Linked DNA regions of Sus scrofa: region 2 is linked to region 1. A link is a contact called in public Hi-C data. All regions are on one chromosome and are shown on one strand. The core of a region is the stretch at or near the end of the contact, and the rest is flanking DNA. Distances in the headings are between cores, read along the strand shown.

The links. A called contact is a pair of places that touch in the nucleus more often than the background predicts.
Region 2: a contact with region 1 is called in a Hi-C map of liver, with 4 times the contacts expected there. The contact joins the promoter of GCLM here to the promoter of ABCD3 in region 1. A contact is called at or near these places in 2 of 5 promoter capture datasets (fetal liver and liver) and 2 of 47 Hi-C or Micro-C datasets (heart right ventricle and liver).

The regions. Positions count from the first base shown.
Region 1 is chr4:122,927,307-122,931,165 of Sscrofa11.1, forward strand. ABCD3 (ATP binding cassette subfamily D member 3) reads right to left here and starts at 2,134. Exons shown (of 23, transcript NM_001244133.1): 1 at 1,957-2,134. The coding sequence starts at 2,066.
Region 2 is chr4:123,369,284-123,372,921 of Sscrofa11.1, forward strand. It overlaps GCLM (glutamate--cysteine ligase regulatory subunit), which reads left to right and starts at 1,915. Exons shown (of 7, transcript XM_001926378.4): 1 at 1,915-2,407. The coding sequence starts at 2,282.

The DNA.
Region 1 (3,859 bases), core at 884-3,383:
TTCAACCATTTTATCTCAGTAATTTAAACTTCTTATCTGCTCAGAATTTGCATTCTCCTCCCACAAACTATTTAATATGTAAAATAAAGATTTTCCTCACTCCTGCCAATGCAAAAGATTAACAAACTTTTGCTCGGTAAATTAAGTGTTGCATAATCTAATCTCCCAAAAAGTTTACAAAGTTTCTCAAAAAGAGATTTTTCAAGCATTTTATGTAATAATGAATAAACACCTAAAATTATTTGCTAAGACAGATTCTATTATACTATTTTGTTCTTACTATTCCCATTAGATTATGTTTAAAATTTCCCTTACTCACTAATCAATGGCCTTATTAATTAGTAACTCCTTTAGCTGTGATTGGAAAAGACCTGAAGAGTTTCTGCACTGCTGATAATGTTACCTTGGTGCAGCTCTGGGTGGTGATTAAATGAATGAGCTCCATTTGTGAAACTCTTTCAAGCTCAACACTTAATGAGTATTTTTCCACAAGTATGCAACACTCCAATAAAACAAAAAAAAAATTTTTAATCATAAAAACAAGCTAGAGCTGCTAGGGCAGCTCATACTAAAATACGTGTTTCAGTTCTATGCGCTGAAACACGTCTCTGCAAAAATGTAATTCAAAGGTATTTTACATTTTCTATTGGCGTATTCCCAGGTAACAAACAACTTCCATCTGCAACTGGGAGCTCAGCAAGCATACAATTTAATAGAAAATTTGGTTTATATTTTCCAGAATTACTCATTTTAAAAGCAATCTGAATAGGAGAAACATGAATAGGTACAGTATTGTCTGGACAAAGATGCAAATCATTTTCAACTCTGTTAAACAGATTTAGGAAGGAAAAGAAAGGTCACCGATTCAGACTTTAATAAGATAAGGAAGTCAGGAGATGGTTAGTTAAGAACTTCATGGGAATTAAAGCCACTTGTCAGTGGTTTGGTCAAAAGTCTACTAATTAGATATAACGGGCAAATCAAAACAGAAGGCAAACAGTACCTGCCCAAATAAATAAATAAATAAAATGCATGAAAGCACTATGCCAAAATTTAATATGAAATATACAAGAGTGGCAGGAATGCTTAGGAAGTAGCCTTTTCTCATTCATTTGCTGAAGGAAAGTGACTCTTGGCAAATAAAAAATTATGTCAGTAACCCCAGAACAGTAACTCAATTCTCTCTCTCCCTTCTCTAATGTTATAATCTCCCCAAATTAAATCTAAACATTAAAATTCTCGAGGAGGCAAGCAGGGGAGTATAATCAAAGAGAATCCTAACCCTTACCTAAAACACTTTCACCTTCCACCTGCGAGTCAGGGAAGGGAACCTGGCCCTCCTAATACCTCGGAACCGATCAGCCTTTCCAGATGAAATGCCTGGGAGTTCAATGACCAACTCCAAGGGGACACCACTTTACAAGGCAACTTTGCCAAGCGGACCCAAGATAGTTTGTGTGAACCATCCTCGCGACTCTCAACAGCAACTACTAAGGAATCGTGCCAAAGCTCATCCAATGCTCTAGACCACAGCCTCTAGCCTGGTGAGTCCAGTCTCCATCCTCCCATCATACATACACGTCCACAAAGCAAACCCACGGTCTGGCAGGGGATGAGGTGGCAAAACTAAAACACACCCAGAAAGTTAATGCAGGAAGGAGGTGGTTTGGGGAGGACACGGGGAAGCCACGTCGGGACAGAGGCACAGGTTTGCCCACGGGCGCAGAGAAACGATTCCTTCACACCCCCGGGGGCAGAGTGAGCAGCCGGAAAGGCGGGCGGAGCGCAGGCAGCTCTGGGGCCGCCCGCGCCTCTGGGACACCGGGACACCCTGACATTGGAGCCTGGCAGCGGCGGCCGGCCCCTCTACGCTTGACCCCGCCGGGCAAAGATTGAGAGCGCGCGGGGAGCTCCCGCTCGGGCCCGGGAACGCGGCGCGGCCACGGGCCTTCTTACCCGTGCAGGCCGAGGGCGCGGCGCCGTTTGTGGAGCAGGCAAAGCAGCAGGAAGGCGGCCCCCGCCAGCGAGGAGTTTCGCACGGTCAGGTGCTTGCTGAAGGCCGCCATGGCACAGCCTGTGCGAGCGACTCGGGGACGGGGACCCGGGCGCGGCGGCGGCTACCTTAATGCAGGAAGCGCGGGGGAGACTGGGAGGAGAGGAGCGCGCCGAGGGAGGGCGGGGCCGGCCGCGCAGGGCCGCCCCCTGGCGCGGCCGCGCGCCGGAACCCCCGCCCCCGACCTCGGCTCGGCGGGAGCGCGCGCGGGCGCCGCGGAGGCCGGACAGTTCCCGGGATGCGCTCTGCGCACGCGCGGACCGTCGCAGGGTCACCGGGAGCGCGGGCGCAGAGACGGCCGCCGAGCCTCCCTCGGCAGCAACTCGGTGCTCCGAGGCCTCGGGGTGGCCCCCGCCTCGCCCCTACCCCCACTTCCGCGCGCGCGCACACCCAGGCTTTCTCAAGAACTGGAAAAGCGGGCCTGGCCTGCGCCGGGGCTTTGGTGGGACCAGCCACGCCACTCGCCTGGATGGGCTGTCACCACCCTCTTAAAGGCGCCTGGAGGAGAGGAACAGCCCGTCACAGATCATTTACTCAAAACTGAGCGCACAGTAATCCTTTAGATGAAAACACCTGTCGGGACAACGTGTGGAAATGGGGAAGGAGTGACTGCAAATCAAACACCTTTTTCCAAGCCAGCGGTGGCTGTAGGGGATGGTGCTATCGGTTTTCCGCCACTTTTTTTTTTTTAATGAATTCTGGTCGAACAGAACATAATAGAAAAAATCTCGGGGTGCATTTTGTGTAAAAGAATTGTTTTGAGAAAATGTTTTGCCAGTTTTTCGTATCTATGTGTCCTGAGGAGTAATACAAAATGTATTTCTTACTGTGGATCTGGTCAAACAGAAAGTTTGAGAAACGCTGTTGGCGAAGGGGCATTCAGAAATAACAAGCATGCGTTGTATTCACGCTGGCCTGACTCCCAGAATCAGAAAGGCATTACAGATTACAGCATTCTTCTGCTAGGCCCTGTGATACAGAAATCCCTCTCCTTAGCATTTGGACTGGGGAAATGTACGGTGACTCATGAGTTCTTGTCTTCAGTTGAGGAAACCAGAGAAAAGCAAGTGTGTCAGTCAGAAAATAAGTATATAAAATCTGCACAATAGGCGTATTAAAGTACTCCACATTAAAATAAAACACAAAACAATGGTTCCTTAGGAGTTTTCTCACCTAATAGAGATTACAAGAATTATTCAGGAAGAGGGAAAATTACTAATTCACTCATAAATTGCATAGCACTGTAAAAGCGTTAGAAACCCTGGGAGAAAGTGTATCACCTTGGAGTTAGTAGCAGTGAAGGTAGGGTGTGTAAGGTTAGTCCAAAATATATCCATTTAGTAAATATATTTCAAAGGAGAGATATATTTAGGAAGTAGACTATAGTTCAAAGGAAAGGTAAGGTAAGAATGTTACTCATTGGGCAAGGTGTTCTGAAAAACCCACCCTTGGCTCAAGAAGCATGGGTAATTTGTTTTGTTTTCTTTTTTGTTTTAGGCCATTTGGGAAGTTCCTGGGCCAGCTATCAAACCCACACCATAGCAGCAACCCAAGCCACTGCAGTTACTATGTGGGATCCTTAACCTGCTGAGCCACACTGCAACTCGTGATATGAGCTCAGATAACACCAAATGGTCATAAAGCCCTAGGGACAAAAATTGTAACCCAGCAAAGTTGGGTTTATTAACTTGCTGCAGCAAAAGAAACTGCATAGCAGAGGAATGGTGGGCATGTCTCCAAAAAAGGAAAGAAACTGGGATCATTATGGTGTTTGGAGTAGGGAAGAGTTAGGTCGACTCTAAATGA
Region 2 (3,638 bases), core at 665-3,164, 440 kb after region 1:
AACCCACTGAGCAGGGGCAGGGACCGAACCCACAACCTCATGGTTCCTAGTTGGATTCGTTAACCACTGCGCCACGACGGGAACTCCGCAATTTCAATTTTAAATTCTATCTATTGAAGTAGAAAACACGCACACCCTTCAGGACAGCAGTACCACACTTAGTTATCGACTCAAGAAAAAACAGTCAATTATCAGCAATTTAATATAGCTTAAACTATTACCTGCCCAGACTGGAGAAAGTGAAACACAGAGATAAAGTGACTTTTCCAAGTTCAAATAAACAGTACTGGATAAACTCAGATTTGCAAGCCATACAGGTATTTGTCGGTGGCCAACATGCTATATAAATTGCCAGCAAGAAGGCACATCTAATAGTTTCAAAGGTATAACCTCTATGCTTTATTCTACTATTATTTGCAGGGCATTAGAGAATATGCCAAAAGTCACAAAATGATGCCAAAGCAAATTCAGCATAAGAATCAAATGTTTCAGTGACATAGCGGTGCAGTGGAAACGAATCTGACTAGGATCCATGAGGACGCAGTTTCCATCCTTGGCCTTGCTCAGTGGGTTAAGGACCCAGCGTTGCTGTGAGCTGTGGCGTAGTTCGGCAGCTGTAGCTCGGATTTGACCCCTAGCCTGGAAACCTCCATATGCCTCGGGTGTGACCTTAAGAAAGAAAAAAAAGGAAAAAAATAAGAATCAAATGTTTCCGTTAACTAAAATGGCCCCTGTTTATTCTTGCTTCTGGGATTAATCTTTTCCTCAATGAGTTCCTCTTTTTTTTTTTTTTTGCCTTTTAGGGCTGCAATCTCAGCATATGGAAGTTCCAGGCTAGAGGTCTAATCAGCACTGCAGCTGCAGGCCTACACCACAGCCACAGCATCAGGGGATCCCAGCCACATCTGTGACCAACACTGCAGCTCACACCAGATTCTCAACCCACTGAGCAGGGCCAGGAATCGAACCCACATCCTCATGGATACTAGTCAGTTCATAACGCTGAACCACAACGGGAACTCCTCTTCAATGAATTCTTACCTTCATTCAGCAACAAATATTTACTCAAGATCAGCCTCAATTTCTAACTCTTCCTAGAAGGAGCTTGCTTTCCAACCTCTCTCCTAATATTTACTAACTGAAATTCATCTCTTTTTAACAGCATTTTGCTTTTTACTATATGTGATTACTCTCAACATAAGTAAAAGTTTTTTGAGGAAAGCTCAATAAATGTTAAATTTGAGGTTCATTCCAAGTCTACCGCACCTGAAATTTAATAGGAATAGTCACAAGTCATATCTTCCCCGGACTGCCGGGTTTTAGTGCTCTCTTTACTCTGAACTCATCTGGAAACTACGATATTCTTATATTATTACTCATTGGCCTTGTATCTGGAACTAGAGTTTAAACTTCTCAAGGGCAGAGATTAAGTCTCACTCTTTGACTTCGCATACGGGCCCGCAAAATAGTGTCAATCAACAGACCTTCAATTCAAGGACAGGAAGGGAAATGAGCCGTTTGGGGGAAAGCCCTGGCGAAAGGAAATGAACTAAGGAAGACGGTAGCAAAGCAGATCTGAAGGAGAAGGGGGTCCTGTGCATTAACACCCGCTTCTGAGAACTGAAAACCGCCAGTATTTCAAAGCCTCCGTGGACGCCGTCGCTGTCTTTTTAAAGAGGTGTGTGAGGGCATCAGCAGCGTGCCCGGCCATTGGCTGGGAGGCCGTCCGCGGCCGTGGGTGGAGGCGGCGCGGACCGGCGCCCCGCCCTCTGACCTGCAGGGGGCGCCCCGCCCCGCCCTTCCGATCGCCCCGCCCCGCCCGCCGGTCGCCCCGCCCCGCGCGCCCCGCGCTCCCTGCGCCGCGCGCCGGCCCGGCGCCTAGCGCCACGCCCGCCGCAGGCAGAGGGCCAGTCACCCGCGGGCAGGCGCCGCCGCCCGCTCGCCGCCCCGCCCCGTCCCACCCGGCCCGGCCCGGCCCCGCCGCGGGACGGGTAACGGTTACGAAGCACTTTCTCCGCGGCGATTTCTGCTTAGTCATTGTCTTCCTGGAAACGGCTGCTCTAGCGGGAGTCAGCTCTCCCGCGGCGGCCGCAGTAGCTGGAGCCGCATCCACTGGCGCGTCCTTCCCCGGCCGCCGCTCCGCCGTCGCCCGACCGCCCTCTGGCCCGAGCGCAGGCCGGGGTCCCGCCGCGTGGAGCGAGAGCCTCGCGCTCCGCTCTCCGGCCTCCGGGGGCCTCCTTCCCTGCCTGCGGCCGCCGGGCCCGCTCCGTCAGCTGCTGCCATGGGCACCGACAGCCGCGCGGCCGGGGCGCTCCTGGCGCGGGCCAGCACCCTGCACCTGCAGACGGGGAACCTGCTCAACTGGGGCCGCCTGCGGAAGAAGTGCCCGTCTACACACAGCGAGGAGGTGAGGGCGGCGACGCGGGGTTCCCGGGGCAGGCCGCGGACCGGGCCGGGCGGCTCCGAGAGGCGGGGAAGCACCGGGAGGCGGAGGCAGGTGGTCGGCCTCGGAGCGCGCAGGGGACGCGGGCGAGGCGCGCACCTGGGCTCTGCCGGCGGGAGGAGGCTGGGGCCGCTGACCGCGGGATGTCGCATCCGAACCTGCTTTGGGGCAGAGCGTCTTAAAAAACTGGGCAGGTGCGATTTCATCCGAGTGACGCCTCATCAGTGTTCATGGCTGATGACCAAGCTCTCCACCCTACTGGATCGCTCTCCCGGACTAGGGGATCCGAGAGGGCCCATGTATCGTCCCTCCCTACCTCGCTCCCTTCCCCCCAGGGTGTCCAGGTAAAGAAACAAATCTTGATTAAAAAAAAATTAACAGACTGTGTCCTGTTACGACGTTATCAAGCTGTGTTCCTAGTCAGTTTCAGCTCTGAGATGTTGGTGATATGCTATGAACTAACACAAGGCATACCCCTTGAGTGTGAGCTGGACCTAAGGCCTGGTGTTGGGAGGAGGACCCATCAGGAGAGGAGGACACTTGGTTGTAGCTTTAATAGGAATCAGAATCCATAGCATATTCTGTGTCCAGGATGCAGCTCAGTTTGTATGTCTTGTTTTTTTTTTTTTTAACCACGTCTGAGTGTACTATTTCTCCCAAAGATAAAAAACTGTGTCTAGTACTAGATCTTTTATTTCTCCAGGGCTTATGGTTCATTGCAGTAATTTGTATGTATACTGATCACATTGGGGGAAATTTTGTCTCTTATCTCACTTATCACATGCTAAAGTAGTCATTTTCAATTTGACTGCAACCACCGTAAAAAATGCATTTTGCCTTACAGTCCAATTCATGGTACACACCACACACAGTTTTCATGAAAATGTTTTCTGTATACTGTGTGTTCTGACTTTTTTCTTATTTTAATTTTTTAAAACTTGACTTCTTAAGATAGTAATGTCACATCCCATAGTTTGAAAAACATTGTTCAGAGGAGTAATTGTGGTTCAGTGTGATATTTTGGGTGCCCCATAAGAGGGACAAAAACTGGAGAAAATTGAAAACATTTGAGGAACACCTGATACGCGGACATATGTAGAGAAAACATGACAGCTTAGTTGGACTAGGAGAGGCATGTTTTGTTTTTATGTAAAGAACTTTGTAACAACCAGAGCCCTAAACTGGGATATGCTAC